Regions from separate parts of the Sus scrofa genome. Here all the other regions are linked to region 1. A link is a contact called in public targeted proximity ligation data. All regions are on one chromosome and are shown on one strand. The core of a region is the stretch at or near the end of the contact, and the rest is flanking DNA. Distances in the headings are between cores, read along the strand shown. Region 1 holds the start of TBC1D10B (TBC1 domain family member 10B). Region 2 holds the start of KCTD13 (BTB/POZ domain-containing adapter for CUL3-mediated RhoA degradation protein 1). Region 3 holds the start of PRR14 (proline-rich protein 14). Region 4 holds the start of ZNF764 (zinc finger protein 764). Region 5 holds the start of LOC100622642 (putative protein T-ENOL).

What was found.
Region 2: a targeted proximity ligation map of alveolar macrophages shows a contact between it and region 1. A contact is called at or near these places in 1 of 5 promoter capture datasets (liver) and 1 of 2 datasets of targeted methods (alveolar macrophages).
Region 3: a contact with region 1 is called in a targeted proximity ligation map of alveolar macrophages. A contact is called at or near these places in 1 of 5 promoter capture datasets (fetal skeletal muscle), 1 of 47 Hi-C or Micro-C datasets (embryonic fibroblasts) and 1 of 2 datasets of targeted methods (alveolar macrophages).
Region 4: a targeted proximity ligation map of alveolar macrophages shows a contact between it and region 1. A contact is called at or near these places in 1 of 5 promoter capture datasets (fetal liver) and 1 of 2 datasets of targeted methods (alveolar macrophages).
Region 5: a targeted proximity ligation map of alveolar macrophages shows a contact between it and region 1. A contact is called at or near these places in 2 of 5 promoter capture datasets (fetal liver and liver) and 1 of 2 datasets of targeted methods (alveolar macrophages).

The regions. Positions count from the first base shown.
Region 1 is chr3:17,941,832-17,948,015 of Sscrofa11.1, reverse strand. TBC1D10B (TBC1 domain family member 10B) reads right to left here and starts at 3,105. Exons shown (of 10, transcript NM_001244423.1): 1 at 2,959-3,105; 2 at 2,103-2,956. The coding sequence starts at 3,069.
Region 2 is chr3:18,137,943-18,144,126 of Sscrofa11.1, reverse strand. It overlaps KCTD13 (BTB/POZ domain-containing adapter for CUL3-mediated RhoA degradation protein 1), which reads left to right and starts at 2,538. Exons shown (of 6, transcript XM_021086431.1): 1 at 2,538-2,971; 2 at 5,309-5,478. The coding sequence starts at 2,728.
Region 3 is chr3:17,748,168-17,754,351 of Sscrofa11.1, reverse strand. PRR14 (proline-rich protein 14) reads left to right here and starts at 2,972. Exons shown (of 12, transcript XM_021086416.1): 1 at 2,972-3,091; 2 at 3,875-3,946; 3 at 4,071-4,239; 4 at 4,825-4,946; 5 at 5,019-5,208; 6 at 5,736-5,779; 7 at 5,964-6,073. The coding sequence starts at 3,924. It overlaps LOC110259905 (a long non-coding RNA gene), which reads right to left and starts at 2,710. Exons shown (of 2, transcript XR_002342364.1): 1 at 1,330-2,710.
Region 4 is chr3:17,797,254-17,803,437 of Sscrofa11.1, reverse strand. ZNF764 (zinc finger protein 764) reads right to left here and starts at 3,737. Exons shown (of 2, transcript XM_013992477.2): 1 at 1,782-3,737. The coding sequence starts at 1,977.
Region 5 is chr3:18,089,265-18,095,448 of Sscrofa11.1, reverse strand. LOC100622642 (putative protein T-ENOL) reads right to left here and starts at 3,482. Exons shown (of 6, transcript XM_021086430.1): 1 at 3,411-3,482; 2 at 2,238-2,331; 3 at 1,320-1,464; 4 at 736-769; 5 at 483-540. The coding sequence starts at 2,327. CDIPT (CDP-diacylglycerol--inositol 3-phosphatidyltransferase) reads left to right here and starts at 4,016. Exons shown (of 6, transcript NM_001167642.1): 1 at 4,016-4,058; 2 at 4,154-4,288; 3 at 4,991-5,144; 4 at 5,806-5,887. The coding sequence starts at 4,016.

The sequences.
Region 1 (6,184 bases), core at 1,856-4,355:
TCCCGGCCCTCAAGGGGTGACAACCCGCAGGAAAGATAATCTCAATATGATGAGGGAAATACAATAACAAAGATGCATGGAAGAGGCGCCTAACTGGACTAGGGGCAATGGCTATCAGGGAAGGTTTCCTGGAGGAAGGGACATCTGAGGTCAGCCATGAAGGACTGAGTGGAACATGGCAGGAAAAAACCAGGAGACGGGCACTCTGGCTGATGGTACAGCCTGAGTATGAAAGGATAAAGACTACAACCACTTCGAGGACCACAGCACACGGTGTACAGTGAGAAGCAGTGGAAAAGCAGACCAGAGAGGTTGACAGAGCCAGACAATAAGGAGCCTGTGTGCAAGTTAACACCCTTGAGCCCTATCCTGTGGACAGTGGGGAGCTGCCGAAAGCTTTTAAGGGAACGTGTGCCAGTCAGGTTTGTCTCAGAAGTAGATTCTGCCAGCAGGGAAGATGGATTTTCGAGGGACAAAATTACAAAGCAGAGAATTAGCACCCAGCACGAGACCTGGTACACAAGGGGGGCTCCAATCAAATCCAACTCAACCCAAGTTCCTTAGGGCAGCATAGTACTGAGGAGAGCGCCGCTGGTCACACAAATCCAACTTATTCGAGTGAGGCAATTCACTCTGCTCAATCCTGTTTCTTCAACTATAACTTAGGTACAACAGCGCATGCCAAAGCACCAGGGTCAAACTTCAGTTGCTGGAGTTCCCCTGTGGAGCAATGGGATCGGCGGCATCTCTACAGCACCAGGATGCAGGTTTGATTCCCAGTCCCGCACAGTGAGTTAAAGGATCCGGTGCTGCCACAGCTGCAGCCTGGGTCACAGCTGCGGCTCGGGTCTGATCCCTGGCCTGGGAACTCCATATGCCCCGGGGCAGCCCCCCCACCCCACCCCCCCAAAAAAGAGAGAGAGAGAGATGCCTTCCCCACAAGGGTCCTGAATGTTGGTGCTCAGAGATTTTCTGATTTTTTTGTTGGATTATAAGTCCTCCCTAGAATAGCCTCCCACAGGGCTCCCCACCCCCAACACCAGGCAGATCCCCCTGACCCCCACATACACAGCTGTGGCTAAATCCGACTCATTCTTCTTCAGATCAGCTCAGCTGAATTCCCAAACTGGGCCCAAAAAAACCCTTCCATAAGGGCTCACGCAACCCCGTGATGATCTCTGAGCTACACCTAACATGTTATAGTGAAAACAACTGTTTAAGTACTTGTCTCTCTAATGATGAGCACTTTGAAATGACTATTTTATCCTAAGTCCCCAGCACAGGGCCTGGCACTGGGGTTCTCAGGCGATGCTGTAGACAGAACAGCAGGCTCGAGGGGTACAGGAACAAAGGGCAGGATCCAAAGAGAGGGAAGGAAGAAGTCAAAAGCAATCACACCCCCACCTTAGGAGTGACTCAGGCCCCTGGAAGGAACTAGGAAAGAGTACGCTGGGCTGGGGAGATGAGGAAATGGGGAAGAGGCCTCCCCCACTCCTTTCCTTCAGTGAAAACACAAGACTGCCCTTCTGTTGCACAGAAGGCCCTGCCTTCAGAGTCTCCCCTCCATCAAACAGACTTCCCCACCTCACCATCCAGCAGACCTAGGGCAATGGGGGAGAGGAGGCGCCTACATCCCTCCAGACGGTCCCCCTAAAAGAGACAGGACCAGAACCCTTGTCCAGCCAAACCTCCAAAATATGTTTCCTGTAGCTGGAGTTTCCATCAAGGAGCTGGGCCAACCTGAGCTATGGTCTCACTCAACCTTTCACTTCACAAAAGAGGAAAGAGAGGCAGGGAAATGGGGGACGGTCCTAACTCGATGGCACACAACAAACCAAAGGCAAGGCTTGGGCTCAACCCTAGAACTCCTAACACCTGGTCTGAAACTAACAGGCTGGAGCCACAGAAACCGCAGGACGCTCTAGGCAAGATAGGGATTGCTAAGCATCTCATTCCCACTGATCACCCCCTGGAGCCTCAGAGGAGGATGGGGCTGCCAGAGAGTAGGCAAGGTGTATCATCCGAGTCCCTCCACCCCCACCACCTCCACCTCCACCTCCAAAAACCTCTGCTTCCCTGAGGCGGTCCCACCGGGTACTCACAGACTGCCTGAATACTGGCTGCCCCCAAGGAAGCCGTATTTGTCCGTCTTGCGCAAGGCCAGCCCATTTATCTCCGAGTCTGAGCCCATGGAGCTCACATCATCCGCCAAGGACTCCAAGGTCCCAGACATGAGGCTCACAGAGTCCAAGTAGCTCAGCGTGTCTGGGGCCTGCCCTCGAGGCCCAGAGATGCCAGGTCCCAGGCTGGACGTGGAGCCTAGATCCTGAGAGTTTTCAGTAGGCTCTGGAGCTGGGGTCACCATCACGACAGCTACCTGAGCCTCACATGTCCCTGGAGGGCCTGTGCCAGGCCCCGAGGGGTCCTCTGGAGCCTGTCCCGTTGATGCTGATGTTGCTGCTGCAGCTCCATGTCTACTTGTCACCTGTCCTGGTGTCACTGCTGCCACCCGTGCAGTCACTCCTGAGGCCACTGTGGTTCCCGGCTTGGGGGCAAGCGGGGGTTTGGCGGTCAGGGCCCCAGGAGCCGTTCTTGAAGGGGTCCTGGTGAGGGTCCCGGTGGGGGTACCTGGTCCAGGATCGGGTGAGGTTCTAGCCTCCTCCGTCTTCGGAGAGTCTGCCCCTGGGGCCAGAGCCGTGGACATCTCGGCTCCTGCCACAGCCTCGGGCTCCAAGGGCTCTGGGCCGGAGACCTGCGCCCTCGGGGCGTCGGGTGAGGCCTCCAGAGTCGGCACCACCGCCGTGCTGCCTGCGACCGTCGGAGCGGGGGCGGGAGCGGGAGCCGAGGCCGGAGCCGAGTCTGAGGTCTGGGTCGGATCCGGTACCCATGCGGGCTGCGCCTCCCCCGGGGCCACCAAGTTGACCGGGGCCGAAGTGGCCGTAGTCACCGGCGGCCCGGAGCTACCACCACGAAGGGCCCGGCCCGGGAGCCGCGGGGCGGCGGCGAGGGGGCCGCGGGGGCGCCATGACGGCGCGGTGGGGCCACCAGGGGCGCCGGGCCCGTCTCCATGACCGCAGGCCGCCCCTCACATCCCCCCGCCGGGGCGGCCGCAAAAGGCGCCGCCCCTCAGGCCGCTCCGCGCCGCCCGCCAAGGAAGGGGAGAGGGCGAAGGGCGCGGCCCGGCGCGCTCCGGGGTCGGGGGCAGCGCGCGGGCGGCAGCCCAGCGCACGGAGGCGGGGCAGGGGTCCGGGGGCGCCAGGCGGCGGGGTCTCACTCGCGCTCTCTCAGCCCTCTCGCTCTCTCGCTGCCGCCCCCCCTCCCGCTTCGGGCAAGCGGCCGACCTCGCGCCTGCGCACACGCCCGGGTGCCGGCCAAGCGGCCAGCGTTTCGACGTTCCACGCCTGCGCGCGGGCGGTCCCATCGCGCTCCTTTTCTCTACCGCCTTAGTCAAAGCGCTTGGACGAATAATAGGAGAGAGGGAACTGGGTTTCTGCCAATCGTTGGAGGGTGGGTGGGGCTGGAGGTGGGAAGGGGGTGGGTAATTTGGGAAGAGGAAATGGAGAAGGCAGAGGGCTATAAAACCAATGAGAGGACGAGTGAAGGCAGCGGGAGGCAGGATGAAGGGAGTAACTAATAAGAAAGCGGGAAGCCGAACCTCTTGGCCAATTAAAGCCTCTGGAGAGTGAATGACTGGGGGAGGAGGCGGGTGCTGTGCAAAAAGAGGCGGGCCTGGCTAATAGGAATGGTTAAAAAGGGAGCCAATGAAAAGAAGCAGGCGGAGGTCAACTTGACAGACAGCGATATCTATTTAGGCGGCGCCAGACGGCATCCGCAGTCAGTAGGAGCTGAGATATTCTTTAGGTCTCCCAAGAAGGTCAGGAAGGAATGACAGCTGGAAGGGGCGGGCCACAGTTGCGATTAATTCGCTACATCAGCCAATGAATGCGTCCTCTCACTTTAGCAACAGGGGAGGAAGATAGACGGCTGTCTCACCCAATGGCAGCTTCCAAAGAGAAGGCGTGCTGCCAGCAGGCGGTGCCGGGCCGGAGATATCGGTGACAATCGGAGACTAGCGCGGGAGGGGGGTGACAGCTGGGGACAGCGCAGACAGAGGGCGGGGGCTAGGGGCTTTGGTACAACCCCTAGACAATAAGAGCGCCAGGCTGCTCTGCCTGAGTCGACTCTTGGGCCCCATTCTCCGAGCCCACTACAGATCCGTGCCCTGATCAAGTACTCTTGACCTTCACTCCGTCTCTAATTGTCATCTCAGCCCGCAAGAAACCGCAACGCTACAAGCCCAGGCGGCTATAACCAGAGCCCCAAAATCCTATAAGCGACTCATCTCTCTGCATCCGCCATTTCCTACGGGAATCCCAACCCCCAAGTCCCTCACCTCAGCTCCATCTATCTGAGCTCCTCCCCAGAATCCGGGGCCGCCGTGAGTGCTGCCTCCATTCTAGTGGGGATCCCAGACTCCAAATCGTGAATTCCAATACCATAAACTCCCATATCTGTGTGTTTATTCTTTGGGGGACCCAAAACGCACTCCATCGGCTCCTCTCCCCTCACTGACACACCTCTCTGTGCTCAACCTCTGCTAAGAAATCAGACCCCAACCTCATGAGCCCCCCAGGCTACCCCAGACCACGAACACAAAGCCCTGTCTTTACCAGCCCCTCCTCTTTCTATCTCCCATTGCCCTGAGCCCCAGGATTCAGGATGTAGCCCCAGGGGGGCTCTGATTTCCATACAAAGCCCACCATCCTGAAATTTCAGCCAGTTCCCTGGTTTCTGAGTTCTCTGAAGCTCCTTACTCCCAGCTCAGACTCAGATCCTGTGAACTCCAGTGCTGCTCCAGATCTCCTTCTCAACTTCCTTGCTTTTCATTTGACCTGAGCTTCCTGAGCTCTTCCCCCATTCCCCTCTTTGGAGTTCTCCTCCCCTCCCAGAACCAGTAATAAGTGGGCTTCTCCCTGGACCTGGACCCCCATGGTAACCATATAAGGTGAGGCAGCTGTCGACTGAGGCAGGGAGGGACCAGTGCAGGAGGCCAAGGGCCGCTGCTAAGTTTAGGGTGGCTCCTTCTCTCTTCTTAGAGACAACAGGTGGCTGGACCGCTGTGCCCAGAAAAGAAAATGTCTTAGAGACATTGGCATGAGGCCGGAGTCAGGGGCGGGGAGGAGGCAGCTTCCTCAGGACATTAGGCCCTAGAGGGAGCAGGAGGAGGAGGAGATGAGTGTCCTTGCCAACCCTGGGCCTTCTGGGGCTTCCTCAGCCACTATTTCCCAAGACCACCACTGCGTGGAATGGGACTAGGGTACAGAGGCCCAGAGGGGTAGGAGAGAATACCTTAAAATCACACACATCAGCCAAGCCGGTTCTTGCCCAGATTGGAGAGAGAAGCCATTTGCCATCCCAGCCACCCGGGAGAAGGTGACCAGTTAGCTTCTCTCTTGGTGTCTTTGACTCCTCTCCTCTGAGTTCCAACTTTCACACCACTATCCACAAAAGTGTTATGGACTCATACTAGACCATGTCCTTCTCATGGTTCAAACTTTTCCAAGGCTCAAAAAGTCTCAGCCCTCAGCTTGGTACTGAAGACCCGCCAGTGTCTAGTGTCCAGCCAGTTCCTCTTGCCTCTGCTCAGGCCCCATCACAGTTTTGTTGAGCAAAAGACTTCTGATCTTTCACTTCTCCAGGCCTTTACCCATCCATGCCCTCTGCTTAGCATGCCTGCTCCTCCACCTTCACCTGCACCTTTTTTTTTTTTTTGCTTCTTAGGGCCACACCCAGCATGTGGAAGTTCCCAGGCTAGGGGTAGAACTGGAGCTGCAGCCACCAGCCTACACCACAGCCACAGCAACGCAGGATCCGAGCCGCATCTGTGACCTACACCACAGCTCATGGCAACACCGGATCCTTAACCCACTGAGCGAGGTCAGGGATGGAACCCGCATCCTCATGGATACGAGTCAGGTTTGTTTCCACTGCAGCACAGCAGGAACTCCTCCCCACTTTCACCTGACTCGCTTCTACTGGCCTTCATAAAGTCATTTCCTAGACAGGGCTGTGATGCCCTATCCTTCTGTCCTCCTGACCAGCTGGGTTGGGATGTCTCCATGGCTAGACTATAATTTCCACCAAGGCAGGGCTTGGATATTAATTACAAGGATGAAACTTCACT
Region 2 (6,184 bases), core at 1,289-3,788, 200 kb before region 1:
AAAAAAAAAAATCCAAAACACTAGAGAGGGGGGCAGACCATAGGAGCAGGTGGAGAAAGCCAGAAAACAGTTCTCCCAAGGAAAAATGTGACTGGATAATCAAAAAACGGAAGGGGATCGTTTTCCAAAGAAAACAAACAAAATAATCCCAATACTCAAGGGTCTCAACAAAACGTCAGAGTCCAATTCAACAAGAACTTACCTCCCAGCCAAGGGTAGGATTGCAACCTCAAACAGTTAGAGACAGAAGGGATCTCAGGTGTGTATGTTGTTGCTAGAGTCGAGGGTCCTAGTTTGAGTTAGTGAGGGTTTCAGCTGAATCTCTGTGGATCCTCCATTTCTGACAATGCCTTCCGGCCAAAGACCACCAGGAGCGCACTTGTGGTTGAACAAGGGAGACAGCATAGCACGGGGCATGCAGCCTGGGCACCTCTGTAAGCACATACTAGAAAGGACTTATTTCAGGATTGGGGCTTGTGTTGGGTGATTTTCTAGTAGGATTCAAAAAAGGGGAGATTTGCTCTAGGTTGGATGCTGCCAGGAAGTAGGGATAATTCTTTTTCTTTTTCCTTGTTTTGCCTTCTAAGGGCCACATCTGCAGCACATGGAAGTACCCAGGCTAGGGGTTGAATCAGACCTGCAGCAGCCAGCCTACACCACAGTTACAGCAATGCCAGATAAAAGCCTCATTTGTGACTTAGGCCGAAGCTCACAGCAACACTAGATCTTTGGAGTTTCCGTCATGGCTCAGTGGAAACAAATCTGACTAGCATCCATGAGGACGCAGTTTCAATCCCTGGCCTCGCTCAGTGGGTTAAGGATCCGGCAGTGCTGTGAGCTGTGGTGTAGGTCACAGATACAGCTTGGATCTGGCGTGGCTATGGCTGTGGCATAGGCCAGCAGCTAGAGTTCTGATACGACCCCTAGCCTGGGAGTTTCTGAATGCCACAGGTGTGGCCCTAAAAAGACAAAAAAAAAAAAAAGAGAGAAAGAAAGAAAGAAAGAAAAAAGAAGAAGAGAAGAAAACACCGGATCTTTAACCCACTGAGCAAGGCCAGGGATCAAACCAGCATCCTCAGGGATACAGTTTGGGTTCTTAACTCACTGAGCCACAATGGGAGCTCCTTCTTTTTGGTTATCTTAATAATTCTTATCTAGAAGTTAGGAGGAATGGATCAGGGCTAAAGCTGGACTTGGTAAAGAAGCAGCCGTCACTCAGACTGTGATGGAAAAGGTCACCATTGGTCATTTTTGTGGTCTGGACAATGTTCCTGTTTTCGTGTTCAATTATGATTATGGAACAGTCTTTCAATTCATCAGAGAGGAGTTTTTTCTGAAGCTGGTGTCCTATAAAATTGTTTATGCTCAACAGGGCAACATCATAGCCTAGCTTATAGTGTCAGGCCCCCTCATAGCAACAGAGGCTTCTGAAGGAATAGTGAAAACTGGGTCCCAGTTGTCATGAGCTGCTTTTCTCTTTCTCACCAGCTACACTTGAAAAATCAGAATTGACAATATTGCCCTTTGGGTAAAACATGGGCTCTCCAGGCTAACACAGGCCCTGTTACTCCCTAATACCTTGTAACTGGTTCATTCCACTCATTTACATTCCTACCTAGCCCCTGCCATTTACATTTGCACACGTCACTCAGCAGAAAAGAAACCAAACAAGCCCAGAGAGAAGTAACACTGCCGGTGAACTGATGGCCAGGCAGAACTACAGCTTCATGCTTCATTTTCCCTCCAGCAGATTCTCCTGCTAGACATTCAGATCGACTGTTAAATGTCCCAGGTATCAGCCTCTCAACAGAATGCAGATGAGATCAGATTCAAACACTTCTCGCCACACTTTACCAGCAACGTTTTCCTAGCTTATTTCTTTCTTCCAAGGTTGGGTGTCTCACGACATAGGCTGGGATTCTAAAACCCTTGTCCAGGTTGCTCTAGCCACCCCTGACCTTCTTTCTGCCTGTTAAATATGCCAAGTGTGTCTGGTTTACGGGTCTTTGTATTTGCCCCGGGCTCTTCTTGGAACTCTCTGCCCTCCGCCTCCACATAGGCGTCTCTTCTGAGCTTCAGCTCAGTATCACTTCCTCAGAGAAGCGCTCGTCAACGGACGACCTCATCTATTCACATCCTGCATGCCCTACCTAGCATTACTGCCACCTCCTCTGGGAGGCCACCTCCGTCTGGCCTCCCTTAAGAGCTCCCCTTGGGGCTTTCGTTCGCAGCTGTCAAATGCGCGGGGCCGGGAGGCGGGAAACTGTGCCCCAACCCCTTGCCTCTCTGGGCCCCTTCCCCTTCACGCCCATGAAGCACCCTGAGAGTGGAGATACGCGAAGGGGGCAGTGTTTTCCACACAGGCAGGTGGCCAAGAGCCCTACTTCGAGTCTCCCGGACAGGCGACCTGAACACACCTCACGCGGCGCCCCGCCCTCCCGCAGCCCGCGCTCGACTCCCTCTGCCAGCCCACCGCCACCACGCATGCTCCTCCCTCCCGGCCGCGCGAGGTCGGGGGCGGGACCTTGACGCGCCTGCGCAGTTCTCGCCCGGCTTCCGGGCGGTTCCGGCGCGATGATCCAGAGGGCCAGTGTCACTAAGTAGCGGCGGGGCTTAGGGGCGTGCGGGCCCAGCGGTCCGGCCCAAGGGCTCGGGTCCCGGGGTCTCTGGGAGCGGCCGGAGGGTGCGGAGACAACCAAGGATCGTCGCCCGCCGCCGCCACCAGGCATGTCGGCCGAGGCGTCTGGCCCCGCAGCGGCGGAGGCCCAGTCCCTGGAAGTTCCTAAGCCCGCGGGTCTCGAGCCTGGCTCCGCCGCCTACGGTCTCAAGCCCCTGACCCCGAACAGCAAGTATGTGAAACTAAACGTGGGCGGTTCGCTGCACTACACCACGCTGCGCACCCTCACGGGACAGGACACCATGCTCAAGGCCATGTTCAGCGGCCGCGCGGAGGTGCTCACTGACGCCGGAGGTACGCGAGCCGCCCTTGCTTACTGTCCTGCCTCCTCCAGATCCCCGTCTCCCTTTTCTCCCAGTCTTTCTTCGCCCAGTCTTCTCACGCCCCTTCTCTCTTGCCGTCCAGTCAACTCATTCTCACTTCTTCCATCCCCTACATCCCATGGCACCTCCCTTTTCTCATTCTTCATCCCCTTCCTCCCTCGGTCTTTACACCCAGCAGTAGTAACCAGCAAATTCTCAACATGTTAGGACCAAATTTTCATTACTGCTCCCCACGGACTCTTCCACTCTTTCCTCCTCAGCTCAAAAGACTCGGGAAGCAGCCCTGGTGCCAACAGCACCCTTCCAGGCAACCTTCATCAGTTTCTTCTACCTCAGCACTGCCAGCAACCACCCCCGAGAGTTGGAGGACCTAACACAGGTCCCTACACTCTAGAAATCTATCTGTAAATAACAGACTGTCAGAGGAGAGGGCTGCTTTGGGTTTGCCAGGGACGCCAGAGTGGAGAGTGGACAGTTCTCTCTGGCAGGCGAACCTTACCTTCTCAAAGTGTGTCGCAGTCAGGTTCGGGCTCCATATGCTCAAGGGGAACCTTAAAAGTCCAGGGAGGGGGATTCAGAAGAGGTTAACAAGGATTGTGAGAGCAGGAAAATTGAAATTGGGGAGGCAGAGCTCAGTCTTCAAATATCTGCAGGTGAAGAGTTTATTGTTCAATGAATATTGGCAAAATGCCAGTTAGTGTAGGAGATAGTTTGGTAAATGAATCTGATTAAGATGAGCCTTATGGAGTTTTCTTTTTTGTGGGGGTAGGGAGAGACAATAAGCAAGTAAACATACCAAAACGAAGACAGAAACATGTAATTCCAGATGGCAATGAGGTCTATGAAGAATACAAAGGTTAAAATGGTAGTGGAGAGTGGGGTAGCATTCTTTTTTTTGTCTTTTCAGGGCCGCACCTGTGGCATATGGAGGTTCCCAGGCTAGGGGTCCAGTCAGAGCTATAACTGCCCGCCGGCACCACAGCCTCAGCAATGCAGGATCCAAACCAAGTTTTTGACCTACACCACAGCTCACAGCAACGCCAGATCCTTAACCCACTGATCGAGGCCAGGGATCGAACTGGAGTCCTCATGATACTAGCCTGGTTCGTTAGCTACTGAGCCACGACGGGAACTCCCCCCCCCCTTTTTTTTTTGGTCTTTATAGAGCTGCAGGTGCAGCATATGGAAGTTCCAGGTTGGGTCGAATTGAAGCCGTAGTTGCTGGCCACAGCCACAGCCACAACCATAGCACTGCAGGATCTGAGCCATGTCTTCGACCTACACCACAGCTTAGGGCAACACTGGATCCTTGACCCACTGAGTGAGGCCAGGGATCAAACCCGAGTCCTCATGCATACCAGCTGGGTTGTTACCACTGCGCCACAACAGGAACTCCCTGGGGTAGCATTCTAATTCAATAGGATGATCAGAAGTAACACGAGGTAGAGGTTTATTGATACGGTAATCCGGAGGAACTTTCTCTTGGTGAGAACCCTCCAGGTATAGAACAGATGTGGGAGGGAATTACTTCTGTGTGTCTGGATGTGTTGAAAAGGGGCCTGTGGGAGATCTCACTGGAGATGTTTTAAAGGCATTTTCTTGGAGTTCCCATCATGGCGCAGTGGTTAACAAATCCGACTAGGAACCATGAGGTTGCGGGTTCGGTCCCTGCCCTTGCTCAGTGGGTTAAGGATCCGGTGTTGCCGTGAGCTGTGGTGTAGGTTGCAGACGCGGCTCGGATCTCGCGTTGCTGTGGCTCTGGAGTAGGCTGGCCCTACAGCTCTGATTCGACCTCTAGCCTGGGAACTTCCATATGCCGCGGGAGCAGCCCAAAGAAATACCAAAAAAAAAAAAAAAAAAGACAAAAAAAAAATAAAGCCATTTTCTTGGATATGGCAGAGGCTTGAGACAGATGAGCATTTAGATTTTGTAGCTTTGGAGTCCTTTTTTCTTTTCTTTCCTTTTTTTTTTTTTTTGTCTTTTTACTATTTCTTGGGCTGCTCCCATGGCATATGAGGTTCCCAGGATAGGGGTCGAATCGGAGCCGTAGCCACCAGCCTACGCCAGAGCCACAGCAACTCGGGATCCGAGCCGCATCTGCGACCTATACCACAGCTCACGGCAACGCCGGATCCTTAACCCACTGAGCAAGGGCGGGGACCGAACCCGCAACCTCATGGTTCCTAGTCGGATTTGTTAACCACTGCGCCATGACGGGAACTCCTGGAGTCCTTTTTTCATTAAAATGTAGTAACTCCAGGGCCTTCAGCAAAGCCATCCTTCCTTCTGCCTCTCCCCTCCTCACCAGGTTGGGTGCTGATCGACCGGAGCGGCCGCCACTTTGGTACAATCCTCAACTACCTGCGGGACGGGTCCGTGCCACTGCCTGAGAGTACCAGAGAACTGGGGGAGCTACTGGGTGAAGCACGCTACTACCTGGTACAGGGACTGATTGAGGACTGCCAGCTGGCACTGCAGGTGAGGGTCCCTCCCCCACCTCCTGAGTCCCACCCCTATGCCCCCCTCCCTGGGAGAGCTGCCCGAGCAGTTAGGTCTTAAGACATCAAAGGAAAACAAGAGGAAATACGGGGTACTGCCTTGAGGAGTAGCCTCTGGCCTAGTCTGACTGGTCATGACCCCAGAGGATTTGGGAGTACTGACCTCTGCATTCCTACTGCCTCAGGCAGGGCCCCGTCATGCTAAGACTACTGCAGCGTTTAAATGACTGCACTCTCTACGTCTTGCTTTTTCTACCCAGCTACTCTAGCTATTACACTCCTACCTGAATAATTATCCTTAAACACAATCCCAGTTTATTTTCTCCCTTGCTTGGAAATTCCAAATAACATGCTTGTCCTACTGAGGAAAAAATAATCTACATTTAAATTGGAATAGAATGAACACCGTGATCTGGTCCTACCCTGGCAGGTGGCATTCCATCCCATCCAGGGTTTTAAATATTTTTTTTCCAGCAGTGATTTTTTTTTTTTTTTTTTGTCTTTTTGCCTTTTCTAGGGCCGCTCCTGTGACATATGGAGGTTCCCAGGCTAGGGATCTAATCAGATGGCGCTACAGCTGCCAGCCTATGCCAGAGCCACAGCAACACCAGATCCGAGCCGCGTCTGCGACCTACACCACAGCTCACGGCAATGCCAGATCCTCAACCCACTGAGCAAGGCCAGGG
Region 3 (6,184 bases), core at 1,723-4,222, 190 kb after region 1:
TGGAGTTTTCCAGACTAGGGGTCAAATCAGGAGCTGCAGCTGCCAGCCTACACCACAGCCACAGCAATGCAGGATCCGAGCCACATCTGCAATCTACACCCCAGGTTGCAGCACCACTGGATCCTTAACCTGCTGAGTGAGGCCAGGGATCAAACCTGTGTCCTCATGGATAGCAGTCAGATTCATTTCCCCTGAGCCACAACGGGAACTCCCATGTATGTGAATTTTTAATATAAATGCGGGGACATAAAGCATTAATGCAAGTCAATATATTTAAGTGAACAAGTTTCAGCAATTCAACTTTATACCAATTATAAATAAACCTGTTAAAAATTTCTGGACAGGAGTTCCCGTCGTAGCGCAGTGGTTAACGAATCCGACTAGGAACCATGAGGTTGAGGGTTCGGTCCCTGCCCTTGCTCAGTGGGTTAAGGATCCGGCGTTGCCGTGAGCTGTGGTGTAGGTTACAGACGCGGCTCGGATCCTGCGTTGCTGTGGCTCTGGCATAGGCCGGTGGCTACAGCTCCGATTAGACCCCTAGCCTGGGAACCTCCATATGCCGCAGAAGCGGCCCAAAGAAATAGCAAAAAGACCAAAAAAAAAAAAAAAAAAAATTTCTGGACAATGCCAGCATTTGGATTTTTTTATTTGTCCTTTTTTTTTTTTTTTTTTTTTTTTTGTCTTTTTAGGGCTGCATTGGTGACATATGGAGGTTCCCAGGCTAGGGGTCCAATTGGAGCTGTAGCTGTCGGCCTATGCCGAAGCCACGCCAGAGCTGAGCCGCATCTGTGACCTACACCACAGCTCATGGCAACGCCGGATCCTTAACCCACTAGGCGAGGCCAGGGGTCGGACCCGAAACCTTGTGGTTCCTAGTCGGATTCGTTTCTGCTGCGCCTCAACGGGAACTCCAGGATTTTTTTTTTAAAAAGTAAATTTCTTAGTGACCGAAAAAACAAACTCAGATCAGGCAGGCTCTGCCTTTAAAAGCTTTTTTCTTTTTTTGCTTTTTAGGGCCGCACCTGCGGCATATGGAATCTCCCAGGCTAGGGGTAGAATCAGAGCTGTAGCTGCCAGCCTACACCACAGCCACAGCAACGTGGGATCCAAGCCTCATCTGTGACCTACACCACAGCTCACAGCAACGCTGGATCCTTAAGCCACTGAGCGAGGCCAGGGATTGAACCTGCACCCTCATGGTTCCTAGTCGGAGTCGTTTCCATTGCGCCATGACAGGCAAAAGCTTTTCATTGTCCTGAAGTCTGGGAAATACCTGGGTGTTTAAGCAGGAAAGTGAGAGTCTGTTGGGGGCAGGGGGTGTCAACTCACCAAGGTTGGAAGGGCTCTCCAAACACAGCAGGAAGCATCACCAAACCAGCAGGGGCTCATCCTCAGGCTACTTGTGTAGCCAGTCCTGAATGGGGAGAGGGGAATGAACACCTCAGCTGGAAGAACAGCTACCTATTTGAACTAGAAGCCTCATGGCGGATTTCCAAAGGACCCAGCAGGCCCTGTGTTATGAAGAGAGTTGCTGTAGTCCTGGGAGATCTCTCTGAATGAGTCCTTGGTTACCAAGTTGGGGTGTCTTCACTTTCTACACCAATTCTTACCAGTGGGGGCTCTTTCCATTCTACCCTTTCTGTGTCACTATTCTTTTTTTTTTTTTTTTTTTCTTTTTAGTGCTGCTTCCTTGGCACATGGAGGTTCCCAGGCTAGGGGTTGAATTGGAACTACTGCTGCTGGCCTACACCACAGCCACAGCAAAAGCAATGTGGAATCTGAGCCGTGTCTACAACCTACACCGCAGATCGAGACAATGCCAGGGCATTAACCCACTGAGCGGGGCCAGGGATCGCACTCGAATCCTCGTGGATGCTAGTCAAATTCGTGTCCACATTCACTGAGCCACAGTGAGAAATCCCTGTGTCACTACTCTTATCATTTAATCTCATAGGCGAGAATCATGCTGGGCTGGGTTAGGTCACTTGTGCACCGTCATCTCAGACGCAGGATTCTAGGCTTCAGGCTCTCTTGCTCCAGCAAGAAAATAAGTACTAGCTTGGACCAGGGAATCCTGGGGAAGGAGTGGAGGCATGAGTTTTGGTTAGGCGGTGAGGGTGCCTTCACAGTGCAAGAAGCCACTACCTCCCCACCACCAGCTGGCTCCTGGTATAAAAGTTTCAGGATGAAGCCCCTTTAAGCAGCAGGATTCCATCCCTGGTCCCTTACTACTATGGGACTGATTACACAGCCCATCAGCTAGGTCCCTCTTGAAAGAGGGCTCGGGGGAGGCCCGAAAAGAGAGGAAAGCGGCCGCACCCCACCGAGCACCCCAAGGTTGTTATTGGTCTCCTGGCACTAGCACCTCTATACTGAGCCCCCAGCGCCAGCGGCAGAAACCCCCGCTCCTCCAGGAAGAGGTACACAACCCTTGGGTGAAGTGAAGCTCAACGCCCCAGCCTCCTCCGCACCCCCGCTCAGCCCAGTCCCTCCAGGACGCCACGCAACCAGAGAAGCAGGAGGTGGCACCAGCCTGTCTCTGGTCCCCGCCACCCGCTGCCAAACACTTCCGTGCAACTCGGGAACCCGGTTCAGCAACCCACGATGGTACTGGAAAAGGCTTCAAAGGGGCCTCTCTAGGCAACTGGGAATTTCACATATCGTTAGCACTCAGTTCACGTTTATTGGCCCAAGTACGAAAGAACCGGAAGATGCCCTTAAAAAACGTGGCGGTACTCTAGCTTCATGACAGTTGCCTCAGTAGCTCAAGAACCTTGGCATCATCTTCGGCCACTCACTGGCCGGAAAAGATGACGCCATCCGGCCCACTGCGGTCCACTGAGGACAGCGCTATCTGCCCTCAACTATAATGGCGGCGCTGCCCAATTTGGCTTCTTGCCCCTAGGGATGATGGCCGCTAGGCGGCTTCACTTAGTTTCTCACCACCCCGGAAGACGGCGACCGGCGATTGGGCGTTGCCCAAAGGCTCTGAGAAGAAGGCCCTCGGCGGTTGGGCAGAGCTGGGTAAGGCTAGTTTTAAAGGAGCCGGAGGTGGGAGCCGTCGAAGACCCGGGATCCGCGGGAGGCGGCGGTGAGCGGCGCGCGGGGGAGGGCACCGAGCGGCTGAAGAGAGGGCGGGAGGAGGGAGGGAAGGAAACTTTTGAACCATCTGGTCCCGGGCTGGGGAGAGCGCTGGGCGGGGATCCGGGGAGGGCGGAGGGAGGGGGTCTGTGGGCGGGACCTCCCGGGATTGGAGTGAAGGGGGTATCTGCTTGACAGTGGATCCCCGGGGATCCGGACTGAGTTTGTGATGCTCAAGCTCGGGCAGCCCCTTTCTGAGTGGAGCTTTGTGGAGCCGAAGCTCACGGGGAGAGGAGGATCCTCGCGCGGCGTCTGACTGGAGGAACCGCGCTATAGGATTCTTTCAGCGGGGATCCAGTCTAGGGGATCTGGTAGGGGGGGAACCGTCGGCGTGTGGGAGTGTTCCTTCGGAGTCCTCGCCCACTCACTGGGAGTGGATGAGGATTACAGAGGGATCTGGCGGAAACTGAGCCTCTGAGGACCGGGATCCCAGCTGATCCCGGGGGATCTCAGGGCAGAATCTGAAGGGACAAAGGCCCCAGGAGGCTTGGGCCGTGGGAGAACTGGGGCCGCTGCAATCCAGGTTCTCGCGGCCAGGCAGGGCGCGAGTGATCCACTGATCGCGGCAGCAGCGGGAAGACACCCGTTCCCGGCGGCCAGACGAGGGCGCCCTTCCGAGCCCCAGGGCTCCGGCCCCTGGGCTACTGGGAGCCTCGGGCGGACCATGAAGGGCGGAGCCCCAGGGGAGGGGCTGGCCCTCACTCCCCGCTCCCCCGCTCCCCCCCAAACCCAGGCTGGAGCCTGGGATCCCCCAGGGACTCCCCGGAGCCGCCGCTTCCCCCATGGACTTGCCCGGGGACTCCAGGTGAGAGCGCACCCCGCCCGCCTGTCTTGAGCCCGGGAAACGGGGAGCCTGGTGGCCGTACCGGGGAAACCACAGAGCCAACAACAGGCTTAGAGGACCGTCCTCTGCTTCTCTCCACCTCCAGCCCGCCTGGCCGGCAGCGTCTGTGCCGCCAGCCTCTGGCTCGAGCATTATGGGGAGCCAGGAGCCCCAAACGGCCGAAACTGCAGCCCCTTGGGGCCCCTTCGCCCTTGGAAAAAGCCTCTCGGCGGGTCCTGGCTGTGGTCCTGGAAGATGTCATGGCTGCCCACATGGTGAGCCCCTTGAACTGAGAGGCCCCCTTCTCCCTCCCGTCTCCTGGGTACCAAAGCCAAACCCGTTCTTTAATGAGGATAACAAACACCTCATTCTCACACTCATCCATCAGGCAGCCTCCCACTCGGCTCTCACTTACTCTAACCTGGAAGTGGGTAGGGTCTCCTGGACCCATTCCTCACCACCGACTCTGCTGGGCTGAAACCACGTCCCTACGACTCTAAGTATGAGAAACCCTTCTGCTTTCTTCCCAGCCCAACTTCTAAACAACCCTTAGGAAGCAGGCTGAGGTCTTTGGTTCCACTGCTCAGATTAGAAAAACTGAGGCCCCAAATAGGGCAGTGACTCTCTCTGGGTACCTTCTCCTTTTCATTTCTACAAAGAAACCTGGGTGAATATTACCCAAGTCCCACACCAGCAGCTCAAGACACTCTATTATCTGGTCCTTAATTCAGCTCAGCTGACTTCTTGGGCTCGCGAATGAATTCTAGGCACGATGTCTGCCATCTGTATGGCAGAGGACACTGTTAGGCCCAGGGAAGCCCTGTCCGTCACCTTGCTCTCGACACCTCCTCCTCTCCTAGGTTCCCCTGGTGCCCCAAGAGGAGATCTCCACCCCACGGCACCGCAGCAACCATCAGGATTCCGCCCGAAGCCAGCCACCTGCCTCACCACCCCGACAAGCCACGTGGTGCTCACAGGCCAGGTGAGCATGGCAGGATGAGGGGTAAGCTGGGAACCCAGCTGAGCCCTACTGATCTTCCTGTTCCGTCCCTAGGCCCCCCGACCCACTGCGCTTATGCCGAGAGCCCTTGAGCCGTGTCCATCGGCCCCCTTCCACCCTGAGGCGGCGTTCAAAGCCAACACCTGGCCCAGAGGAAGGCCCTTCACAAAAGGTGGACCAGGCCCCCCAGCCCACTCTGGTGGTGATGCTAGAAGACATTGCCAGCCGCAGAGCCCCGGTTGAGGTATGCGAACTTCAGAGAATGATGTTGGGGGTTCAGCTGGGGGCAGGGGCTCCAGCGGGCATGGAAGACAGAGTAAAAGGGCTGAGTCGGGGGTGGATTTTTTTTTTTTTCCTTTTCTTTTTTAGGGCCGCACATGCAGCATAAGGAAGTTCCCAGGCTAGGGGTCGAATCTGCTGCAGCCATGGCAATGCCGGATCCAAGGCACATCTTCGACCTACATCACAGCTCATGGCAGCGCTGGATCCCTAACCCACTGATCGAGGCCAGGGATCAAACCTGCATCCTCATGGAAACTAGTTGAGTTCGTTACTGCTGAGCCACAACAGGAACTCCTAGGGTGGATTTTGCTCAGAGTGAGAACAGTTTTAGGTGAAAGAGACCTCTGCCTGAGCAAAGACCTATATGAAAAAGCCTTTAGCGTGAACCTAGGCAGGCCTCTGGCGACTGAGAGATTCGGAGTGTGAGGAGCTAAAGAAGCCGCAGGGGCCTTCCCTGCCTGCCCACGAACATCCCCTGTTTACATCCAGGGTTTTGCCGGTGAGACGCCCAACTTCATCGTCCCAGCAAAAAGGTGAGAGGGCTGGGGAAGGGATTTTCAAGATGTACTGGCCACAGCCATTATCCAGGTGTCAGAATTTGCTTGCCCAGTCCTTCCTTGTAGCACCTTCAGAAGCCTTAAGGGACGGGGAGGTGCTGGCTCAGGTGGGATCTGATCTGGAGGCTTCCTCAGCCTCGAACTTGCCCCTTCACCCCAGAGCTGAGCCCATGGTGAGGGTTCACCATCCAAAGCCTCCGCCCAGGGACCTGGAACCCCCATTCCAGCCGCCTGCCATGTCTACAGATCCTCCGGAGAACCCACCACCAGGTAAAGACTCAGATGGATGAGACTTGGGGTTCTGGAAAATTCTGGCTGAGCTTTTGAAGTGTCAGGTGCAGAGGTGGGGATGGAGCTTAAGGCCCCGCACCCCCACCACCC
Region 4 (6,184 bases), core at 2,488-4,987, 150 kb after region 1:
CACGGGATGGAGAGAAAAGCTGCAGAGACAGAGACCAAGAAGAAACAGGTGCACAGCACATTCTAGCTCGGGGCTGGGAAAATGGGGGTCGGGGTGACAGTGTAGCTGGATCACAGAGGATGAGCAGATGGTAAGGATGCATCAGGTGGCAGGAACACAAAGGAGGCATGAAGGTGGGTGGCAATGACAAGTTCGGAGGGGCTGGACAGGTGGACAGGGTGAACTGAGAGGAAGAAAACAGTACAAGCCAGGAGAAAGGAGGCCGATACCAAAGTGTAACAAAAAGGAGTTCCCACCGTGGTGCAATGGGAAGCAGCAGCAGCTCTGCCGGTCGAGTTGGATCTCCCACCTAACACCATGGGTTAAAGGATCTAGTGTTGTGGAATTCCCATTGTGGCACAGCAGAAATGAATCCGACCAGGAACCATGAGGTTGCAGGTTCGATCCCTGGCCTCATTCAGTGGGTTAAGGATCCGGCATTGCTGTGAGCTGTGGTGTAGGTCACAGAAGGGGCTCAGATCCCACGTTGCTGTGGCTGTGGTGTAGGCCAGCAGCAACAGCTCCGATTAGACCCCTAGCCTGGGAATCTCCATATGCCACAGGTACAACCCTAAAAGGACAAAAAAAAAAAAAAAAAAAAAAAAAAAAGAAAAAACACAGATAAAGGATCCAGTGTTGCTACAACACTGTAGATGTAGGTGGCAACTGTGGCTCAGATCTCATCTCTGGCCCAGGAAATCCGTATGCTGCGGGGGCGGCCAAAAAAGCAGAGAAAGTTTTGGGAGTTAGCTTGTGGCACCGTGGGTAAAGGATCTGGCACTGGCACTGCAGCAGCTGTGGTTGCTGCTGTGGCATAGATTCGATCCCTGGTCCAGGAACTTCCATATGCGGCAAACTCAGCCAAAAAAAAAAAAAAAAAAGTAAGCTAAAACCCAGGAGGTGGCAGAGGAGCCAGAGGGCAGGCAAACAGCAGGAGGGACAATGTGGAGCTCAGCAGAGCTTAGAGACCAGCTAGATGAGAGGGGCTCAGATTCGGAGGAGCTGGGAGTGGAGAGGCAGGTATGCCAGTCACACTCACAGCCCCTTTCTAGGCTAAATCCAGAAGCTCAGCAGGGACCAGGCATAATAATAACTGTAGGAGTTCTCATGGTGACTCAGTGGTTAAAGAACCTGACTAGTATCCACGAGGACGAGGGTTCCATCCCTGGCCTTGCTCAGTGGGTTAAGGATCTGGCGTTGCCGTGAGCTGTGGTGTAGGTTGCAGACTCCGCTCGGATCCCGCGTTGCTGTGGCTGTACTGTAGGTTGGCGGCTATAGCTCCGATTAGACCCCTAGCCTGGGAACCTCCGTATGCCACAGGTGCGGCCCTAAAAAGACAAAAGACAAAAATAATAATAACTGTAACTGAGAAAGTAATTCAAGGGGGAAACTGATGAGCAGGGAAGGAGTTGGCAGAGGGGGCGCAGGATGGATCAGGCCCAGAGGAAGTCCCCACGAGACAGAGCACCCAGTACTTCACCTGTGTCTGCCTCTGTCAGACACTCTCCCACCTCCGGATCCCTGGCCTCTAGACCCCACAGTTCGGCCTCTTGCTCCACCCAGGAGATGAGGGCTGGCTTGGTGCCTCGAAAGCCTGGGGGAGAAGAACGCAAAGCGCAGGCTGCGGGGGAGGCCGCCGCACAGGGTCCCGCCTTCCTGGGGCCGCCCACTCCACGTGCAGGACCCCGAGGCTGGGCGGGGTGAACGGGGATGTGGACACAGGAGAGCAGGTGAGGCCTCACCGAGCGCGCCCAGGAGGCCGTAGGTCTCGCGCATCACGTCCCGATAGAGGGCCTTCTGCGCGGGCCGCAGATACGCCCACTCCTCCGGGGAGAAGTACACGGCCACGTCCGCGAACTTAACGGGCTCCGGTGTCCCCCACTGGCCCCCGGCCCCGTTAGGTTCCCGCGTGGGGAGCGGGGCCGGGGGCGGCGCCATCGTAAGTGCCACCCCGGCGGTGGGCCAGCGCCACCCCTACCGGCCGGGGTCCATGCAGGAGAGGCGATCCGGGTTGCTCCCCGGCCGGGCCCAAGGGTCTGGGGCCGGGGGAGCAGGAACAGCCCCTCGAGGACCCACGGGGGTGGCCGAAGATGCCCGGAGAACCAGGACTGGAAGGTGCCTTCCTGAGAGATGGCGGCAACACCGCCCCACGAACTTTGCTCCCGCGCCGTCGTGCCCAGATGACGCCACGCCGGTGTCTCCAGGTGGCTTTGTCTTCGAGCCCTCAGTCAACATGGCCGCGGCGGCGACAGGACGCCCGCCAAGGCGCTGCCACCGGCCGGGGGGCGGCGTTGCCCAGAGCGCGGCGGCCCCGCTTCCCAGCCGGGTCCCAGTGCCCGCCGTGCTGAAGGTGCAGCCGCGGCCCCGCCCAGGCTGGCGACCACCGCCTCCAGCGCCGAGCCCGGCTCGTTCCGCCGCTGCGAATTCAGACGTTTTTTTTTCGGCTCTGGGTCGTTTATCCGCGGGCTTCGACCCGTCACGGGGTGACAGCAGATTATCCCCAGGGCTGAGGATCTAAAAATGAGATGGTCCAGGAACCTTCTCTATTGGAAGCCTGGTCGAGACTGAAATTCTGGAAGCTCCTGTTCCAGGAGGTTGTAGGGGCAGCCGGGAGTGAATAGGATAAGGTCTGAGAAAGGTCAGAAGGACCCTCTTGGAAGTCTCTGCTGTGGCTCAGCGGTAAGGAGCCCGACTAGGATCCATGAGGATGTGGGTTCTATCCCTGGTGTCATTCAGCGGGTTAAGGATCCGGCGTTGCCCTGAGCTGTGGTGTAGGTCGCAGAGCAGGGCATAAGGATTAAAAGTAAGTTAAAAAAGAATTTCTCAGAGTTCCTGTCGTGGCGCAGCAGAAACAAATCCGACTAGGAACCATGAGGTTGGGGGTTCGATCCCTGGCCTCACTCAGTGGGTCAAGGATCTGGTGTTGCCGTGAGCTGTGGTGTAGGTTGCAGATGTGGCTCGGATCCCGTGTTGCTGTGGCTGTGGCATAGGCTGGCGGCTACAACTCCGATTAAACCCCTAGCCTGGGAACCTCCATATGCCCTAAAAAGAAAAAAAAATAATTTCTCTGACTGTAAAAAAAAAAAAAAGTACGTAAGAGGGTTGTGTTTAGGAGTCAGGTACAGGGAGGTGTCATTCAGGAGTCCTCCCTCTGTGGCCCAGTACATTAATAATGTGGCTTGTCTCTGTGGTGTTGCTGGTTCGATTCCTGGATCAGCACAGTGGGTTATAGATCTGGTGTGATCACTGTGCGATAGGTCTAAGATGGGTCCGGATTAGATCTTTGGCCTCAGAAGTTCCATATGCTGGTGGGTGGGGCCAAAGGTCATTCAAGTGAAATTGCCCTACAGGAGGGTGACAGGCTTCACAAAACAGTTTAGCTCCTCTGGTTTAGGTCCTTGCTGATTTAGGCCTGGGGTCTCCAGGCTGGTCTCTGGGCCTCCGCCTTTCCCAGAGCATATTCTGTGGAGCAATATTCCCGCAAGATGGCAACAAGTGCCACTTCTTCCTGCCCCTTCTAAAGTGCCCTCAACAAAGAGGTCCACCCTCAGTTTCTCAAACCCTGCTTCAGACTTTGAACCAGGAGTTCCTATTGCGGTTCAGCCGGTTAAGGACCTCACACAGTGTCCGTGAGGCTGTGGGTTCAATCCTTGGCCTCATTCAGTGAGTTAACAATCTGGTGTTGCCATGAGCTGTGGTGTAGGTCGCAGATGCCACTCAGATCTGGTATTGCTGTGGCTGTGGTGTAGACCCCAGCTGCAGCTCCAATTCAACCCCTGGCCTGAGAACTTCCATATGCTGCAGGTGTGGCCCTAAAAATAAAAACAAAAAACATTGAACCAGACAGCTCCAAGAGCTCCCTGCCAGCTACAGGAAGCCACAGTCTACCCTGTTATCTCCATCCTCCTCACTCAGCCGAAAATTTTGTCCTTGTCCTAGGCCCCTCTGATACTGCAGCTCCCACATCCAGCCCTTGGACAGGCCCTATCCTTTCCTCTTCGAGTGTCTACCTCCAGTTCTTCTGCTTCTCTCACCTCCACTCAACTTCCTCCACTGCCATCCCTCCTCAGAGCAGCCAGAGTGGGTTTTGTGTCATTTTTAAAAAGTATTATTATTAATGTACAGTTGATTTACAATGTTGTGCCAATTTCTGCTGTACAGCAAAGTGACTCAGTCATACATATACATATAGATATTCTTTTTTTCATATTACTTTCCATCATGGTCTATCCCAGGACATTGGATACAGTTCCCTGGGCTGTACAGTAAGACCTTATTGTCTATCCATTCTAAACATAATACAGGGAGTTCCCATCGTGGCTCAGTGGTTAACGAATCTGACTAGGAACCATGAGGTTGCTGGTTCGATCCCTGGCCTCGCTCAGTGGGTTAAAGCTCCAGCATTGCTGTGAGCTGTTGTGTAGGTCCCAGATGTGGCTTGGATCCTGCGTTGCTGTGGCTGTGGTATAGACCGGCAGCAACAGCTCTGATTAGACCCCTAGCCTGGGAACCTCCACATAGTGCCGGTGCGGCCCTCAAAAAAGACAAAAAATACATAAATCAATATGTAAATAAATAAATGTAATAGCAAAGTAAGTTTTTAAATTCAAATCAGATTACCTGAACCCTTGACGGTCATGTGCTTAAAACCCTCCAGGGGGGAGTTCCTACTGTGGCGCAATGGAATCCATGTCGGACATCTCTGCGGCGCCAGGATGAAGGTTCAATCCCCGACCTGACACAGTGGATTAAAGGATCCAGTACTGCTGCAGCTGCAGCTCAGATCTGATCTTGAGCCTGGGAACTCCATATGCCATAGGGTGGCCCCCAAAAAAACAAAACAGTGGTTTATATGAGGTCCCTAAAGTAGTCAAATTTATAAAGACAGGAAGTTGAATTTTGGTTACCAGGGGCTGGGCAAAGAGGGAATAGGGCATTTTGTTTAAAGGGTACAGAGTTTCTATTGGGGAGATGAAACAGTTAGAGGTATAGTGGTGTTGGTTGCCTAAGAGTGTGAATGTACTTAATGCCACCCAACTGTACATTTAAAAATATTTCAGGAGTTCCCATCGTGGCTCAGTGGTTAACGAACTGACTAGGAACCATGAGGTTGCGGGTTCGATCCCTGGCCTTGCTCATCGGGTGAAGGATCCGGCGTTGCTGTGAGCTGTGGTGTAGACTGCAGATGCGGCTCGGATCCCGCATTGCTTGGCTGTGGCATAGGCCAGCGGCTACAGCTCCAATTGGACCCCTAGCCTGGGAACTTCCATATGCCTTGGAAGCAACCCTAGAAAAAAAGGCAAAAAGACAAAAAAAAAAAAAAAAAAAAAAAAAAAAAACAAAAATAAAAATGTTTAAAATGAGTCCTTCCCGTTGTGGCTCAGTGATTAACGAATCCGACTAGGAACCATGAGGTTGCGGGTTCGATCCCTAGCCTTGCTCAGTGGGTTAAGGATCCAGCATTGCCGTGAGCTGTGGTGTAGGTCACAGACGCGGCTCGGATCCCAAGTTGCTTGGCTGTGGCGTAGGCCGGTGGCTACGGCTCCAATTAGACCCCTAGCCTGGGAACCTCCATATGCCATGGGAGCGGCCCTAGAAAAGGCAAAAAGACAAAAAAAAAAAAATTAAAATGGTAAATTTTATGACGTGTAGGTTACCACACACACAAAAAAAATTAACTATAATTTAAAATATTAAAAGGGAGTCTCTGTGGTGGCTCAGTGATAATGAACCCGACCAGTAACCATGAAGATGTGGGTTCCAGTCCTGGCCCCGCTCAGTGGGTTAAGGATCCCAAGTTCCCTGAGCTGTGGTGTAGGTCACAGACTTGGCTTGGATCTGGCATTGCTGTGGTTGTTTGGTAGGCCAGCATCAGCAGCTCTGATTCAACCCTTAGCGTGGGATCTTCATATGCTACAAATGCAGCCCTAAAAAAGCAAAAAAGTAAAATAAAATAAAATAAAATGTTTTAAAAAGTGAGAAGTTCTTGTCGTGGCTCAGCGGAAACAATTCTGACTAGTATCCGTGAGGACTCATGTTCGATCCCTGGCTTCAATTAACAGTGGGTTAAGGATCTGACATGGCCATGGCTGTGGTGTAGGCCAGCAGCTGCAGCTCTGATTCAACCCCTAGCCTGAGAACCTTC
Region 5 (6,184 bases), core at 2,233-4,732, 150 kb before region 1:
TAACTCCGGGCTACCTGGCCTGCGTAGCCCAGCAGTTAAACTGCTTCCGGTCCTGCCATCTCCCCGCCCTAAAGAACACACTCGCGCGCCCACGCTCACGCCACTGAGACTCACCTCTGCGCCTCTGCTCACACAAGCCTTACCATGAGGTATGCCCCTACCACCCGCTCTTGCCCCAGGAAATTTCTTCAAGTGTCCCCTCCTCCAGGAAGCTCCATGATTCCTTTCCTTCCTGTCCCAGCTGAGGCCAGGACCAGCGCCCCTCTCTCTGTCTCCGTTTTTGTCATGGGCACTTACCCATTTGGACTGTAACTGGCCATTGCCTTGACTGGCACCACACTAAACCGTGCCCTCTTCAAGGACTGAGATTGTACCCTTCATTTCTGTCCCAAGCGCCTAAAACAGGAACTGGCCTATCGTGTGAACTCTGAAACGCCTGGTTCATTCTGAGTGGCTTTGTCACCCACGGACCCAGTACACACCTCCTCGCAAGGGGATGGCAGGCAGTGTGCCTTGGTGCAGGTACCGTTTCTATCAGACCTAGAGGTGGCGGGAGGGAGAGGAGAAGGCTGAGGACTCTGAATTCAAGGGTCAGAGCCGAACAGAATAGGACCGTGTGGTTTCAAAAAATCCCCATACCCTGCTGGGATGGTGTCAAACCCTTGCTCTCGCCCCTGCGGGGGGGCTCGTCTTTCTCCCAGGACAAAAAGGCATCTCCCCTGAAGCCGCACTCACCGGGTATCAGTGCCTGGGGTCTTGGTGAAGAATGCTGGAAGCAGAGGCCCCAGTCAGAGAAATTACTATCCCCATGGCCAGGAAGAGCTGTGGCTGGGGACGAAGGGGCAAAGGCAGTGCCTGGCCGGCAGGGAGGGGTGGGTACTGAGTGACTGAGCAGGGGGCACGGTGTAGTCCCAGGGCTGGCTGTGAGATGGGGGCGATGGGTTTGGATTCCTGGAGGGGTCAGCTGTGGTTGGGAAAACCTCAGGGACTGGATCTAGGTGTAGGTGAAGGAAGTTCCCGTTGTGGCGCAGCAGAAACAAATCTGACTAGGAACCATGGGGTTGAGGGTTCAATCCCTGGCCTCGCTCAGTGGGTTAAGGATCCAGCATTGCCGTCAGCTGAGGTGTAGCTCGCAGTTGAGGCTTGGAGCTGGTGTTGCTGTGGTGTAGGCCAGCAGCTGTAACTCGGATTTGACACCTAGCCTGGGAGCCTCCATATGCCGCAGGTGTGGCCCTAAAAAGCAAAAAAAAAAAAAAAAAAAAAAAAAAATAGGGGGAGGGGACGGTCTCTAGACACAGTGGTCCTGGGGTAGGGGTCACCATGTTTGGATATCTGAGTCCCTCGGTCTTCCATCTGTTTTTCCTTGGTGGACACAGGGTTTGTGTTGTAGGCAGCTATGAACAAGGCCTCGTCTGTGAGTTCTGTGCTGATCCGTGTCAGGAATTCTTCAGAACGGGAAAGCTTCTGGGAAAGGAAAGTCAGAGGGGTTCAGCCTGGGAGTTCCCACATGGGAGTCCTGGTCCTGGATGCTTCCACGCAGGGGTTGGGGGGCTCTGGGTCTAAGAAGCCTTGTATGGGAGAGCTGGGCTTTGAGATGTGACCTCGGAGTTCCCACTGCGGCTCAGCGGTAATGAACCTGACTAGAATCTGTGAGGACGCAGGTTTGATACTTGGCCCCGCTCAGTGGGTTAAAGACCCAGCATTGCTGTGAGGTGTGGTGTAGGTCGCAGACACAGCTCGGATCTGGCGTAGCTCTGTCTTGACCCCTAGCCTAGGAACTTCTATATGTCATGGATGCGGCCCTAAAAAGACCAAAAAAAAAACAAAAAACAAAAAAAAAACACCCAACTAGTATCCATGAGCATGCAGGTTCGATCCCTGGCTCCACTCAGTGGGTTAAGGATCTGGGCCTTGCTATATAAGCTGCAGCATAGGTCACAGATGTGGCTTGGATGTAGGCCGGCAGCTGCAGCTCCAATTTGACCCCTAGTCTGGGAACTTCCATATGTGGCAGGCTCAGCCCTAAAAAGGAAAAAAAAAAAAGAGAGAGAGAGAGAGAGATTTGATCTAGAAGACCGTGGAAGTGGAGGGCAGCCTTGGGTGACCTCAGGACCTAGTGCTGGGGACTCTGGGCTCAGGGTGGAGGTTAGGGTCTCAAGGCTGGGAGATCTCAGTGCCCTCAGCTGAGAGCTCTCTACTTCATTTCACCCCCACCTCAAGTCCTCTCGGACACTCACCAGACCTCCACTCAATGAGGCTGTAGAGGTCGCTGCTTGGGACAGCCGGCTGCCCTTTTTCTCCTCATTCCTGGTAGGAGTGGATGTCATCCCCCTGGGGACAGTTGGAGCCCATGTTAGGCTGCGAAACCAGCCTCCTTCTGCCAAACCCAACCCACCACTCTCGCCCAAGGCCTTAGAGGACTGTGTCAGTTTCTCTCTGAAGCGGGGGGGGGGGGGGGGGGGGGGGGGGTTGGAGTTCCCGTCGTGGCTCAGTGTTTAAGGAATCTGACTAGGAACCATGAGGTTGCAGGTTCGATCCCTGGCCTCGCTCAGTGGGTTAAGGATTGGGAGTTGCCGTGAGCTGTGGTGTAGGTTGCAGACGCAGCTCGGATCTGGCGTTGCTGTGGGTGTGGTGTAGGCCGGCAGCTGTAGCTCCACTTCGACCCCTAGCCGGGGAACCTCCATATGCCGCGGGAGCGGCCCTGGAGAAGGCAAAAAGACCAAAAAAAAAAAAAAAAAAAAAAAAAAAATCGCTGCCTTAAATCTTCCTGGGGGAGGGAGTGGGACACCCACACGCCCGCCCCCTCTCCCCTGCCTCCACTCGGCCCGGCGAGAGCCTCGCTTTCCTTCTTCCCATCCAAGGCCCTTCTTAAGACAAGGCAGCCCACTTGCCACCCCCGACCTGGCAGATGGGTCGAAATCTTGGGCTCCTGGGCAGAAGAGGGGACAGGGAGGTCTAAAAAGCCCTTTTAGGGGCCGTGGGAGCGGGGAGTTGGGGGAGAAGTTTGGAAAAAGGGGAACCCAGGGCGGCTCCGCTACCCCTTACTACGAAAACTTTGGCATATGCAAAGGTTCCGCAGCGCCGTTGCCAGGAGACTAGGGATTCTAGAACCACAGGGGTAAGGGCATTTTCCTAGCTTGTCGCATTCGCAACTCCTCCGCTCCCTGCTAGGTCCCTCTTAGGGGTCAGTGACTCTAGCGCTAGAATCTAGAGAGACCTGGGAAGATGACACAGAGTGGAGCCTGCGACCTAATCCTCCCACCACTAGGGGCACGCGAAAAGCAGCCCCCCCCCAGGTCGCCCTTCGGGCCCTCTGGCTGTCATCTCGTTGCCTGGATCCTGCAAGAGCTAATGAGGGTGGAGAGAGGGGGGCGGGGAAGGAAAATGTGGACTGTACCAAATAACCTGACCTCTTGGGGGTGCAAAAACGCGAGAGAGCGGAATCTTCTCCCCTTATCTTTGTCTCCAGGAAGTCATACCCTGCACAGAAAGGAACGTAGAGACATTTATCTAGGCCTCCTTCTCTTTTGGCCTCTCCTTTTCAATTCCCTTTTTTGCTCGACGACTATGTTTCTTTTTCCCCTCTCCTCCCTCTGTGCTTTGGTACAAGCCGATGGTAAGGGGCGGAGGGAAGACAAGGAAGCCAGCAGGTCTTAAAGGGGCCGCAGCCATTTCAAAAGCCTCTTCTTCCTTTCTCCAATTTTGCAAGGTAGAACGCAGTAGAGTAGGTTCCGGAAGCCCAGCACAGCTGGAGCAGCAGAGGCCGCAGCTGGAGGCAGGAAGAGGCGAGCGTCTGCCCTGAGGAAGGGCAGGGTGTTCGCTCCCGGCTCACAGCTGGGTTAGCCCATGCTACGGTCGACATTGAGCTTTAACATCTGGGACCCGGCTGGGGCAGCAGAGACCTGCGCGCAGTGGGCGCGGCCGATGCGCCAGGCTGGAGGGTGAGCGTCGCGCCGGGGCTGGGACAGAGTTGGCACCTCCGGATAAGGCCCAGAGCGGCCAGGGGGCCTCCGCGATGCCAAGCGAAAATATCTTCCTGTTTGTGCCTAACCTTATTGGTGAGTGCTGTCCGCGGCTCCGGGCCGAACGGGAGGGCCAGGGGTCTTGGGCAGGCTTCCTGATCTGCCCTGTCTCTCCCTCGTCCCGTCCCAAGGTTATGCCCGGATTGTCTTCGCCATCATTTCTTTCTACTTCATGCCCTGCTGCCCCTTCACGGCCTCCTCCTTCTACCTGCTCAGCGGACTTCTGGACGCTTTTGATGGACACGCTGCTCGAGTCCTTAATCAAGGTGACAGATACCTCCTCCCAGCCAGCCTCGAGGCCCAACAACCCTCTGCCCCCTTTTCCTGCTTCCTCAGGTACTCAGGAGCTCTGTCATTCCCATCTCTGTAGAAAGCAGAGCAGAGTGGCCCGCTTTTGTAGCGGAAGGGATTTAAGCTCGCAGTTGAGAAGCACTCTTTGAGAGGAGGGGTGTGGGATGGCAAGACTGGGCGTGGCAAGTGGCAGTGCTGCCGGCCTCTCCGAAGGATTAAAACATCCATTCAACAGATGTTTATGTTTATTGGTATCTCCTGTGTGGCAGGCACCAGCCAGAATGATTCCAGAAGGTGGGTTTGGAAGGCAGATGGAGAGGGAAGAGGGATAGTTTCTGGAGGGTTGTCTACTTTTTGAATCTGTTCACTTCCAAGACTTCCCTAAGATTTCAAGTCTTCTTGTCTGGAGACCTGGACCCTGGATTCTGGGGTTGATGAGCTCTAGAGCTAGCCTCCCCACTTCTGCTTTGTTCTCTCTGCATTCCCATGTGTTCTGTTTTGTGGCACGGTGACCCTGGCCCTTTGGTCCAGGCAGAACAGTCTCCTCGCCTCCCCAGGCAGTGGATGCACCGTCACCCTTAGACTCTGCATCTGAATGATCCACCAGATACGGCCCCTGTCATCCATCCACCGCCTCCTCCACAGCTCTTTGCCACCTAATAGCCACCATTTTTCAGGGACCCGGTTTGGGGCCATGCTGGACATGTTGACAGACCGCTGCTCCACCATGTGTCTGCTGGTCAACCTGGCCCTGCTGTACCCTCGAGCCACCCTTCTCTTCCAGCTCAGCATGAGCTTGGATGTGGCCAGCCACTGGCTGCACCTTCACAGGTCTGTCATTCTGGGCGTGATGACCGGGTGGGGAGGGCTGAGGTCATATGGCGGTGGGGGCAGTGTCTTCAGGCTTCTCGGGAGATCTCCTTTTTAGCTCTGCTTTGCCGAACGACCTTGGGCAAATCTCTGAATCAGCTTCAGTCCTGTTTTACAGCTGGATTCAGTAATTCCTGCAACTTTTCTGGCTGGTTATTCAAGGATTCCACAGAGCAAACATCCCTTGGGCTGGAGTTCCTGTTGTGGCTCAGAAGGTTAAGGACCTGACACATTCTGTGTGAGGATGTGGGTTCGATCCCTGGTCTCACTCAGTGGGTTAAGGATCCTGCGTTGCCACAAGCTGTGGCGTAGGTCCCTGTGACTTGGATCCAGTGTTGCTAATGGCTGTGGCGTTGACCACACTCGACCCCTAGCCTGGGAACATCCACATGCCCCAGGGGCAGCCATAAAAAGAAAAATAAATAAATCCCTTGGGAAGGGGCACGGGGCTTTTGAGTCCTGATTCTTCCCCTAGCTAGGTGGCGTTGGGCAGGACAGTGGTCTTCAGCTGTGCCCAGTCCCTCCTCTGTTCAACGAGGCATCCTGACACCTGCCTCCTGGGGGTTGGCTTTCAATGTAATGAACGCTCATGGATTTCCCCCTACTTTCTTTCTCCCCCAAGTTCTGTGGTCCGAGGCAGTGAAAGTCACAAGATGATTGACCTGTCGGGAAATCCAGTGCTTCGCATCTACTACACCTCCAGGGTGAGCCTTCGCTGTTTACCCCGCTTAGCTTAGGCCAGTCCTGGGCTCCGCGCTGGGTCCAGGGTAGGATTGATGAGAAGGGCCTGTGTGAATGGCTCCGGGTAGCAAGTGGACCTGTGGCCCCGGGTGTGTCCAGGAAGGTAGAGCTGAGTGGCTGGAGGGAAAAGGGAGGGAGGAGGAAGCCAGAGAGGTCTGCGGAACCAGCTTGCGAAAGGCCTTAGGGGGACTTGCTGTGGGTGTGGTGGATTCATTGATCCCTGGCCTGGTGCAGCCAAAAAAAAAACACAAGGCCTTAAG